Linked DNA regions of Zea mays: regions 1 and 3 are each linked to region 2. Evidence: chromatin contacts called from public Hi-C data. All regions are on one chromosome and are shown on one strand. The core of a region is the stretch at or near the end of the contact, and the rest is flanking DNA. Distances in the headings are between cores, read along the strand shown.

Region 1 (3,953 bases), core at 1,106-3,605, 520 kb before region 2:
AGAGTACATATTTACAAAATTTAAAGATGGACTCATTGATTTAACTCAATTAACCAATACGTCTAAAACCTACTCTGCACGACAGCATGCACTTAACCATGAGTATTGTAGAGCAGCATGCTAGAACCAGAAATTACTTACCAGAGATATCCAAGTAGGCTTCGGGCAATATCGGGGGGCCATTGTCAATAGGTTTTCCAGAACCATTAAAAATGCGCCCAAGCATATCAAGTGAGACAGGAGTTTTCAAAACCTGTAAAAGAAACACAATGACTGTATAATCAAACAAGATGGGAATTTCTCAATAAACAGGGTACTAAAGAAAACAATATCATTGTTAAATTTAACCTGGTAGATCTGTGGACTTTATTCTTCTATTGGTATAAACTATACAATTGACAATTAACATGACTACTATAGATAACTTTATGGTGGAACAAGGTGTGCTTATCATATATCTTGTAAATTTGCCTTATGGACTAGATTCCCAAATTGAAATGATCTAGCCCAAAGTGTTTTTGCCTACTAAACACTTCATTGATAAGTAAATAACAAATAAAATCACAAGATGAAGTACCTCGCCTGTAAACTGCACGGTTGTGTATTTGTTGTCTATTCCAGAAGTTCCTTCAAAGACCTGATGAATAATGCAGTTAATTAACAAACTAAGTTTTCTGGGAATGGAACTAACATGACCATACTGCAGAATCAAAATCAAATTAGAACTACTGCTAAAAAACAATCAGGAGAATGGAGAAGTAACCTGCACAACAGCTTTTTCGCCATCAACTTCCAGGACTTGACCACGGCGATTGGTGCCATCTCCAAGTCGGATGTTTACAATTTCTTGGTACTTTGGGCCCTAATGATGGATACACAAGCAAAGGAAGTATAAGAGGCTAGCAGAATGAGCTGTTCAAAATCTGCAGGGTAGTTAGCATCATATTGGAGAAAACTGTGCACACCTTTACTTTATCCAATATGACCAGAGGCCCAGCAACACCAGATACAGTCCTGTACTCTGCACAGGTACACAGGTAAATTACTAACTACTAACTAGTACATGTCACCTTTGTAACGTAGCCCAAAAAGCATGATTTCAAACAGGCATACACCTTCCACAAAAGAAGCCCAAGGTATGCACTTTGATCAGCAAATTTCTGTTACCCATATAACACAAAAGAAGTCTTATATTTATAATGGCAGTGGCATGTGTCAATGGCTCAATGCAGGCATGCAGACCAATACATCGAAGATTCAGTAATTGGTAATTCATGAAGCCTCCACATTGGATGTGACATGAATCACAATTCCCGAAAAGCAATACATGCAAATAGATGAACTAATTTTAAACTAAAAGTGTGATCTAGCAAGTGTGCCAGACCTGAAACTAGTTACATAGTTGAAACAGCAAATCTACAAGCTAAACTAGATGCATCCTGTTGCACTATTGTAGTATGGTTTAACAAAAGCCTTGTGAAGTGAGTTGATGTATTGTTAGGAGAATCTACAGTGTTATATACTAATACCATGCGTTTATAAAATCCAAAGCATTGGTAATGCAACCAAGCTATAAGCTAGCCGATGACCCAATATATTGTCTCATAGCTTAGGATCATTTATAAGCAATGTGTTTGTCTCCTCAAAGTGCAAATCATCACTACATATCCACGCTAGGATGCTAGTACCAGTGATGCATCGGTATGACTATGCGACACATCAACAGCTGAAAGGATAAATACTAAACATCCTAAGGAATACTGCGCGCGAGCTTGGATCTCGTCGCTAGTAACTCACCCATGCCGATCTCAAGGGTTCCCTCCTCCATGTCGATGCCTTCCTTCACCAGGCCCATGCTGAAAAACCTGGCAACAGCCAGCCACGCCATCAGAACCGAGAAAAAGGAGCGGAGCTGATCCGAGTTACCCCAATCCACACAGATCACTCTGACTATCCGATCCACCAGAAATTGTAGAGAGATCAGCAATCCAAACAAATCGGCAACAGACAGAGTAAAACCGCAGCCGCTGTTGCTGAACGGAAGAGGGAGAAAGTGCGGAGGCAGGCTGGGCACAGATCAGAGAGTGTTTCGGCGGTGGGCGTGGCCGCCCTCGTGTCGCCCAGTAGGGACAACCCGAGCGATGGATTGCCGGAGGAGGAGCGGGGGTGGAGATGAGATTGCGGGGCCGGAAGAAGGCGTACCTGGATCTGGATCGCGCCGCGGAGAGGCTACGCTGCGGAGTTGGGAAGGAACGTGCGAGACGGGAGGAGGTGGCAGATCGGATAGGCGAGGCGACGGCACGGGTGGAGGGAAGGAGAGGTGGGGAGGAGACGTGCAATTAATGCCCAAAATTATAACCAGAGAGGGGCAGACGGACGTTTTGCGTCTTTGCCCTGAACGATTACGGAATTTTCGGCATTGAATCCCAAACCGCCGTCCGATATCAAACGTTAACTAGATTTATAAATAAGTATTATTAATATTTATATCTCTAAATAATTTTATTATAAACTAGACTTAAAATCTATCTAATGATATTAATACTATATTATAATTATTAATATTCCTTTTTTAATATGATTTTCGAGCCAGCACTACGAACCGAGGCTATGGCCCAAACACTGCATGACACTCGTGACGGGTTGGCCCAATCACTGTTAAATTGGTCGTGCCTCGGGCCGGCTTGCTAGACACTTCTCATTTAGTCATTTATACCTCCGCACGATAATGATGGTCCTCGCCTCAGTTGCCACCACCTCGTCCATCATTCTACTTCTTTTCTCTCTCCTGCCATGCCTCTATCTCCGCGCCACACCATTCTCGGCAGAGGGCGTAGGAGCAGGTGCCTCCTCCCTGTATTCGTCCAACGTCAGCCCCGACATCGACTCGCGCAGTGGCTATTGCACGTCCACGAGGACATTTCACATCATGCGTGCACCATCGTTTTCGCCGTCGTCGGACGTCTCGTTCGTCTTCCCGGCCTTCGCCCTGTTCTTCCTCCCAACCTGTTGCCCCTGCCCACGGTCGTAGCCACAAGCCGACCGACGCTCGTCGACGCGGATACAGGGTGAGTCGGTCATGCTCCTGGCCTTTCTTCGTGCGTGCCGTCGAGTAGGACATGGTGGTGCCTGTCACGCTTAGGTTATTCTAGCGATGAGGAGTCCAGGTCTGAGATATTGGACAACTAAGGTCATAGTGTGGCAGGAGTCGACATATGCTACGGAGTTGGTGGTGGTATTGTGTCGCTTCGGCGGGTACAAGGCTGGGAAGACACTCGCATTCTCTCGCCCTTTTCGGACTGACGCCTGGTGCGGGTGTCTCTTGGTTTGGAGCTGCTCCGGTTGGGCTTCTTTCTCTGCTTGTGTGCTCTCTCCCTATATATCTAGCGGTATACAACCTATGTCGACTCCAGATGCCCAGGTCTTCGTCGTGTCCTTCTCTGGCAACGAACAGGTATGCCCGCCTCTTCTCTTCCCCTCCTGCTCTACGAAACCTTAGAAGTGGGGACGCGAGGGATGGGGGTCTCTGATTTGCTGCCTATGGTACCCGTGGTTCATAAAAAATATTATGTGAAGAGTGGAGACAACTAATAAAAAATCTTGAGATCTTTTTGGTGGATAATTTACGTGGGTATTGTTGTGAGCCGTCGCAACTAGGGCTGGAAAAAAAAAGCTCGAGGCTCGCGAGCCGGCTCGGGCTCGATCAGGCTCGGCTCGGTGAGGCTCGCGAGCCTAAACGAGCCCAAGTCGAGCCTAATTCCGCGGCTCGCTACACTAACGAGCCGAGCCGGCTCGGTGAGGCTCGCGAGCCGGCTCGAGGCTCGGTCCAAACTACTGCTTACTCGTATCTCCGTTGACCAGTGTGTAAGTGTGTTGTTTTGGTCACAACTCACAAGGAACTAGAGTGCAAGGACATAATTTTTTATTATATGGAACATATTGTGCTTCAAATT
Region 2 (4,352 bases), core at 118-2,617:
TGAATTAGGTGGGGCCATGGAGATGGCGCTATTAGTATTCCACACTCCATACATACTAGAGTACTTAAAACAACTCAGAAACGTCTGGAAGCTTCTCTTTCGTTCACAACTTGTGCTCATGCGTAAGAGACATGAATCAAGAAATTTTCACTGTAAATTTCACACAGCCTACTGATTGTGCCTTATTGTCAGGTTAAGGAACTGCTATAATTCGAGGTCAGGATTTTAATTCTGAAACAGAAAGTATTTAGGCAGTTAGGCACGTTGGCGTAGTAGTCCACCGATACTGATACGCGTGCACTAAAGGAGAGCATACCACAGAACTAGGCATAGTTTTGCACAGCTCCACCTCCACCTTAAACTATTCCCAGGCACGCTCAGAATGTGATTCGGTAATCGGTAGTGGTCCAGTATGCATGGCATCGATCAGAATCCATACCCTTCATTTTTTACTAGGATTAGCAACTACACTAGGAAACGTAAGAAATAATTTATTTATATCCACAATAAATATCCACAATAAATGTGGATGCGCGGACGTGATTATTGGGAATGCTGGAAATAATTTTTCTTAAACCCTCCATCACCCCATAAAGAACATAAAAATTAAAAACTAGACGGAGGCCGAGCTTATCACATATTCCCTTCGTCCTGATTTAGTCGTTTTGTATTTAGTCTAAATCATCGTCAATTTTGACGGATGTTTCATAAGATTTATAACATAAAAATAGTTACTAGATTAATCGTGACTTAAACTACAATAATATGTAGTTCCTTAAATTTAAAATAATTTAACTTTATATATTGTTAATTAAAATTAAAATAGTTTGACAACATAAAACGACAAAATCACATGCACGGAGCGAGTAGGTCGCCAGTGCCCCATCTATCATAGTGGAACAATCACGACCGGAACCGAATCTTTACGCTTTGGCGTGGAAGGGATCTTTTAACCACACGAAATTCGCTTACACGGTCAGTCCTCACAACAAACTAAAGAGTGCTCCTCACGGTCACACCACCAAACTAACTGGAAGTCTGGAACAACGTAGTAAGAAATAAACAGTTTCTACCGACGCAAGGATCCGGGCTAAATAAAGGATCAGAACGACAGGTTCCGCATTAGATTGAGAGCGCGGGATCATGTCGGGTGACTGACCTGGGGGCGCGTTGAGGTGTTTCTTGGACCCGACAAGGCCGACCTTTCCGGCGAGCGCGGCAGCGGCCACCAGCCCACCGAAGGCCGCCGCCGCCGCAGCGCCGCCCGCGGGGAGCGCAGCCACTAGAGACTCCATGAGTGAACCGGACTGGGCGCTGCCCGTGCGATGGATCGGAATGGGGATCGACCGGGCCGCAGAGTGGAGAGGGAGACTGGAGATGAGGGACAGCGCGGCGCGACGGACGGCCTTTATACTGTACCAAAAACGCAGCAGCAGGTGAACGCGACGCGACGCGAGCGAGACGTGGCCCCTTGAGGGATGAAAGCCGAACCGTTAACAAATTTTATATTTTAAAATAGATATATATAAAATTTGATATAAAATTATTTTATTTATTATTTGCTCCCTATAACATAAAAATTGAAAATTTTACCGAATTTATTTTTAAATCCATACCGAAGTTTATATCTATTATTTGAGAAAATATATGATAAATTTGAGATTTACCTTTTATAAATCTTTATAAGCTAAATGTTAAAAACAATGAATACAAATTTGTATTTTTGATTCTATCCTATTTATTCACAATAAAAAACGACTAAAAACTGATTACCGAATAAATACCGTTTCCGACCGTTTTCATCCCCGTGGTGGGAAGGAAGGGAAAAGTTTGGGGAGGCGAACGCTGGGTGTCCTTTGATTCATCTACTTTTTTATTACATGTGATATGCACTTTCGATAAGCTTCACAAAGATAAAGTCATACTAGTCGGTTGTCCGTGCGTTGCGACGGGTCACAACAATACCTACGTAAACTATCCACCAAAAAGATCTAAAGTTTTTTTATTGATTGTCTCCGCTCTCCGTATAATTTTTTTATTTGACTAACTGATGTTGTTGTTTACTCCATCCAATATGTCTTGGTACAACACGTTCAATGATCAATGAAGGGAGCGATTAGAAGAGAGTTCACAATGACTGACTGAACGAATAGAGATTATAGAATGACATAATTCCACCATACATAGACCAAATAAGAGAAAGTTTGTGAGCTCAAGTTTCTAAAATAAGTCACATGAACTCAAACTTACAAAAAAGATAGGTCAAAATATGGAGTGGTTGCTAAAGTCAATCATCAATAAAAACTGGATGTGCTCCTTACAAATTATGGCACTTTATAGCAATTACTAACGTTTGAAACCAACAAATAATCTTTCCTTTTATTGTTAGTGTGAAAAAACATTGTTGCTCCATCCAATTCAGCAACCTCAAACAACATGGATTCTATTGCACCAATGTGGTTTCAGAAACGTCCTAATGCATGCAAGAGCCAATAACACAAGGGACGAGCACCCTGTGGTAGTGCCCGCATGGATCTCCAAATGTTAACACATATTTTGCAGGATCCATGACCCACCATCAGAAAAACGCAAACCACGTGCATACAATAAATAAAGTATTAATAGACCCAAATTATATTCAGTCCCTAGCACAACAAAAAACTAACACCCAAAACAACAGAGGAACAACACACTAATATTTGCAATGACAGAACGATGGGTGACAGGTACACATAAGTGGTAGAAGCATACCGAGTCGACACCGTGGTAAGGGAAATGTCATGTAGACAGGCAATGTCGAGCCATCGAACGGATACCATAGGCATCAAATCAGGGACCCCCATCCATCGCCTCATCCACTTCCAAGGTTTGTAGAGCAGGAAGGGAAGGGAAGAGGCGGACATACCTGTTCGTTGCCGTAGAAGGACACGACGAAGACCTGGGCATCTTAAGGCGACATAGGTAGGGCACATTGCGCTGGCCAGGAATGAAATCTCTTTCTATGTTCCTGGTGACCTACTGGTCTCCGTATATGGTGATTGCACCTTGGGGGCCTAGGATCTTCATGCATAGGTATAATCCGTGTATAACTGTTTCAAGTTTATTGATGGATCCTCGCCCCATGATGGCGTTGTAGGGATAAACCATATCGACTATGTCGAAGGTGATCTGCTCATTTCTTGCATTTGGCGCAGTGTCGAATGATAGTGGTAATTCAATTTTGCCGAGTGGAAAGATTCCTTTTCCTCCAAAGCCATAAAGGGGGTTGTCTGCTGGCTTGAGGAGGCTATGACTTATGCCCATACGGTCGAAGGTGTGCCGGAAGATGATGTCTACCTGGCTACCGTTGTCAACAAGTACTTTGTGCATATCCCACCCTACCACTCTACAATTTATCACCTGCGCATCCGCGTGGGCGCACTGCGGAGATCGACATCCCTTGCATCGAAGGTAAGTGGCCCGTGGGACCACTTCGTTTGAACGACGGGCCTAATGAGGGCTACATGGTTTACCCTTCGGTAGTGGTCTTTCTTCTATCGTTTTGTTTCAAATTCGAAGCTGGACCCTCCGATAATCATGTGGATTACCCCTCAAAAGGGTTGATCAGCAAAGTCTTCTTGCTTTGGTAGGGGTGGGGGAGGTGGTAGTGGTTTGTTTGGTTGTTGGGGTGGTGGAGGTGGTAGTGCTAGGATTTCTTGGTGTTATAGGCGTTGTTGTTGCGAAAATATGTTGTGGTTTTGCTGTTGATGATTAAAATGTTCATTTTGGAATTGATGTTGGTTGTATTGATGGGGATGGTATGTGTGGGCGATGACTCGTTGGTTATCGGTCGGCGGGGTCCTAGCCATTTGGTCCTTTGTTGCTTTCGTCTTAGGGAAATCCCTGGTTGGGTGTGCCGAGTCTTCACCGTGGAAAATACAATAGAATCTTCGTTGCTACTGACCTCGGCCTCTACCTCTGGATGCATTGCCACCACGGCCTTGCTGCGGAGGGTAGTCGTGACGACGAGGGGTGTTGTCTCTGGTATGCTGCTGATTTGCGATATTATGCACTTGTGATTGGGCGCGGTCTTGCCGAGCTGAACCTGGTTGCGAAGTTCTAACCCATGTTCTGTTGGACTGTGAAGTCTCCTTGGGCTTCCGCTGAGACTCGATTTTCCTCTGGTGGAGCTCTTCTGATCGGGCATACTTTTCCTAAAACTGATATAACTCCTGCATGTTCTTTGTTGGATCCCTTATATAGTGGTTGTATAGAACGCCTGCCCGAAGGCCTCTGATTGCATAGTGGATGGCTATATGGTCATCGACCGAAAGCAGCTGTGATTTCAATAAGAGAAATTTCTTGTAGTACTC
Region 3 (4,154 bases), core at 1,388-3,887, 560 kb after region 2:
TCTGTTTTTGACCCACTCTATAATGCACAATCACATAACAAGAATTTTAACTAAAAACATGAAGTACGTGCAGTGGAGAGAATGCATAACTAAAAGGTTGCAAGATAAAACTTACAACTAATTCAACTTTTTGATCAATGTATTGCTTAGCAGTGAAATCCTGAAACAAACCAATGTAAGTTTACAAAGAACAAGAATCAGGAATATATCTGGTACCAATGAAACTGAAACCATAAATACAAAACTCGTCCTTTATTTTGGTGTCTACATCATATTAACGTGGACTGTTACAAAACTGATAGCATGATACCGTCGGAATTCATTGCAGTATAACAGTTGGATGGAACTGCTGTTTTTCTCTTGGAGAGGTCTTTTGATCTCTCCTTGTACTATTTTTTTCTCTTCTATATGAAATAACACGTATCTCTCCTACTTCGTTCGAGACAAAAACTGCTGTTTTTCAATTTCGATCTGTGAACAATTACATCATCTAAATGCTGCACAAAAGAGCTTGTTCAAAAAGATGATTGTACATTTAGGGTTTAACAATAAAACTTGTTCAAGAAGTGAGATAAGAAAGTTCCGCATAAGTAATATCTCCATCAATATGCATTTCATAATGACAATATATAAGAGCAACAGATCACAAAAGAAAAATAGCTTCATATACTACATATATCTAAGGAGTGAGGGTGATGATGTAGACTCTTACAAAGGGATAAATTCCAGCATTGTACATGTCTAAAATGTAAACCCTTCCTGTGAGCGATAAACTGGTATCAAATTGACAAATATAAAGAACCAAAATCCAAAGAAAATTAAAATATGTACCATCATTAGCAAAATCTTTTTCGTGTCCATTTCCTTGGTGGGCATCCAGGTCTATGATCAATACACTGCAAATGTTTGAAAAAGAAGGTCAATTTATTTGTATAGCTATGTTACACCCTTGCATAGGACTGCCAACAATGTAAATATATATTGACCAACTGCCTGAGAGGATGTCTACAAGCCTTGCACTGTTCTAGGATGGATTCACATCACAGAAACTGTGTTGTGGATGCACTCATCAGTCGCACATTTCAGCGTCGTAGTACAACAAATCCTGCACCTTCTTACAACACTGATGCATGCGAACAATGGATGCATCCACAATAACGTTCTTCCTTATAATCGCTCCAGTAACAAAAAGAGTGACATTTTTAGACACTGACATGGTTTCCAAAACAGAACTTTGACTAGTAATGTCTACAATAATACATTGGCAAACCATACCACAACTGAATGACTGTACTTCTGAGACGAACTACTCATACCATTTCTCGCTGTTCAGATCAATAAACATTAAGTAATTGACGATCAAAATTCAATAACTTAACTGAAAGTCTGCGATTACACGAAAATGACATTGTTTGGTCACTGGAGGGAGCATAAGCAGAATGTGCAGTCAAACAAGCATAATAAGAGACTCACCCAATCAAGCATATAACTCACGAAAACATAGTTATTATAGCAAACAAAACTACCGATAAAGGGTTTACCTTGAGATATTTAGACGGACAAAAGCAAACTGGATGCAGAGAGAGATGTCAGCGTATGCACAAAATCCACCCCCTTCATCTGCTGAACAATGGTGAAATCCTCCACCAACATTAATAGCCCAACCTCTCTCAAATGCAAGTTTGGCTGATAAAATGGACCCACCCACCTGTGAAAAGAAATTTTATCATCCTCCCCTGATAATCACATTATGCATACGAATTTACAAATAATCCAAAAAGGCAAACACATATTCACACTAGAATACCTGCTTCCGGAAGGGGTGTAGTAGCTTTCTGTGCACAATCCAATTAGGGACAAGCGACACAGGAGGGACCTAAGATATCAAACACCTGTCAATCACTCAACCACAATACATAATTCACCACCAATCAGGCCAACCCCACTTCTGAAAAATCAATACCTCTACAATGGAGGAAACTCTGAAGCTGCATTTGAGACTGTTCAAATACGCCTCCGTGTGCACCTGGTTAATCAAGCCATGCAAGGGATTCATCAGACCAAATACACTATGAAGTCTGAACCAGGCGAAAATCAGATTCCTGATTCTTGATTAATTACCACTAGCAAATCCTCCTTGCAGGCTTCCAATGGCTCCACCATCTGTTTCTTGTCGAGGTACCCTTCCCTGGTGAGGTACCTACAGATGCGGCCCCATTTGGCGGATTCAAACGGGTGCCTGCACACGCACGCCGTGTCAAAAACATTTGAACGCCGATGCGTATTTCTGCATAGGTGGTGGACAGGCGGGAAGGCAGCTCACAGCTTCTCAAGGCCGAGGAAGGAGATGTCGTATGCCGGCGAGTAAACCACCGGCGCCTGCAAGAAAACATTGGATTGAGACAAGGACAGCTCGCGCGTATCTTGGAAGCTAGAGATGGGACGATGCCCGCGACCGACCTTGGAGGACGGGACCTCGAGGTAGAGCTTGCTGGAGAGGATGCGTTTCTGGCGTAGCGCCTCCCCGGCCAGGGCGGGCGCAGGTGAGGAGGAGGAGGAGGCCATCGCCCGCCAGCGGGAGAGAGAGGGAGAGGTCCCGTGCCGCCGTGCCGGGATTGGGGAGAAGCCGAATGGTCGCGGTGGACGAGGAATCCTGCGGTGGCTGATCGGCTGTGGCGCGCGCGCGTTCCGCGCAGAGGAACAGCGGTTGCGGTGCCGGGAGAGGATTCGGCGTACTGTGTACCATTTTAGGCAGCGGGGCTTCCATGGTGCCCACCATTTGACTATTCATTTTGCAAACCAAACCTTTCTTCATTGAGTAAAATACATTTCCAATTCTTAAACTTATAATAATTATATGTCATTCCATTTTACAAACTTTAAAATATGTCAGTCTAGTACTTAATCATTGTTCGGATCTCTGTTAGGTCTAAAATATGTCAGTCTAGTACTCCATATATCAACATGTGTATCTTTTTTTCTCTATTTTCCACATTCACATGATGACATGTAGGGTTAATATGTTAACCACGACATGTGTAAACCTAACTGAGACCCAAACAACGATTAAAAATCGCACTGACACACTTTAAAAGTTTGTGGATTGAAATGACACAGGACGACAAGTTTGAGCACCAGAAATGTATTTTACTCTTTCCTCATTTCTTGAAATGAATTTATTCATGTATTATTTCTGTTTTTTTTAACGATCAAGACCTAAGATTTGTCTTTGTAGTGCATACATGTATCTAAGATTTATTATTTTTTTTGTATTTCTAGCTCATTTCATCGAGACAGAGAAGAATACTAATATGTAGGAATTTTGTTTTCATGGTGCACATATGAAGCTAAGATTTATTATTTTTATAAAACTTTCTACATTGAATTTGTATGTCAAATTTTAAGATAAAATCTATAGATACACTAGGGATGTGCATTGTTTTAAATTTTTGAAAACTTGTATTGTATTGGTCTTGAGAATGAACAAATGTATAAATAACTATTGGCATGCTCGCATTTGATCTACTTTGAATTAGACCTATGTGGCGTATATTGTTGTGGATTGTGAGGCTTAATTCAAACTAGTACAATGCATGTATCTTGCGATGGTGCATAATTCGATAAAATATTAGCATATAACGATTATATTAAAATGAGCAATACATATATTATCATTGACCTTAGTATCTCACAAATTATCTACCAACAACCAATATTAAACTAAACTTAGGATATGAAGCGCCTCCTCCTCCTCTCCCGAGTCTCAGCCACACATCACCAGTGGCGATGCCTCCTCCTTTCCCTTGGCTGTGTCTTGCTCCGCTACCTGCAGAGGCGCATGGCGATGAAGAGTCACGATAGCTGTTTGAGGTGCTTGCCAATGGAGGAAGGTTGATGTCCTCTATGGTTGTGCGGAAGAATCTAGATGACGGAGGCAGAGATGGGGAAAGATATGGTAAGTTGGGAGTTAATATATGACAGCAACAACAAGGAGAAGAAGGCGGTCGTGGTGGTTGTAAGTAAGCCTTACTTATTTGGTTGTTAGAGGTAACAATTATCTAGTTGTTAGACAGGCGAGACGTGGTTGCAAGTAAGGCTTACTTATCTGAGTGTTTGCCACATGTTAAATTTGCTTATAATAGGGATGTACACTC

What was found. A called contact is a pair of places that touch in the nucleus more often than the background predicts.
Region 1: a contact with region 2 is called in a Hi-C map of tassel, with 2.7 times the contacts expected there. The contact joins the promoter of LOC100286306 here to the promoter of LOC100274015 in region 2. A contact is called at or near these places in 3 of 25 Hi-C or Micro-C datasets (ear, endosperm and tassel).
Region 3: a contact with region 2 is called in a Hi-C map of tassel, with 2.3 times the contacts expected there. The contact joins the promoter of LOC100277470 here to the promoter of LOC100274015 in region 2. A contact is called at or near these places in 2 of 25 Hi-C or Micro-C datasets (ear and tassel).

The regions. Positions count from the first base shown.
Region 1 is chr9:83,539,631-83,543,583 of Zm-B73-REFERENCE-NAM-5.0, forward strand. LOC100286306 (vacuolar ATP synthase subunit B) reads right to left here and starts at 2,356. Exons shown (of 15, transcript NM_001159193.2): 1 at 2,203-2,356; 2 at 1,798-1,865; 3 at 966-1,021; 4 at 764-862; 5 at 578-637; 6 at 142-253. The coding sequence starts at 1,855.
Region 2 is chr9:84,057,637-84,061,988 of Zm-B73-REFERENCE-NAM-5.0, forward strand. LOC100274015 (kaurene oxidase1) reads right to left here and starts at 1,368. Exons shown (of 8, transcript NM_001148400.1): 1 at 1,160-1,368. The coding sequence starts at 1,295.
Region 3 is chr9:84,613,366-84,617,519 of Zm-B73-REFERENCE-NAM-5.0, forward strand. LOC100277470 reads right to left here and starts at 2,638. Exons shown (of 13, transcript NM_001279564.2): 1 at 2,461-2,638; 2 at 2,324-2,379; 3 at 2,122-2,239; 4 at 1,964-2,026; 5 at 1,808-1,876; 6 at 1,542-1,708; 7 at 832-896; 8 at 713-759; 9 at 116-160; 10 at 1-17. The coding sequence starts at 2,565.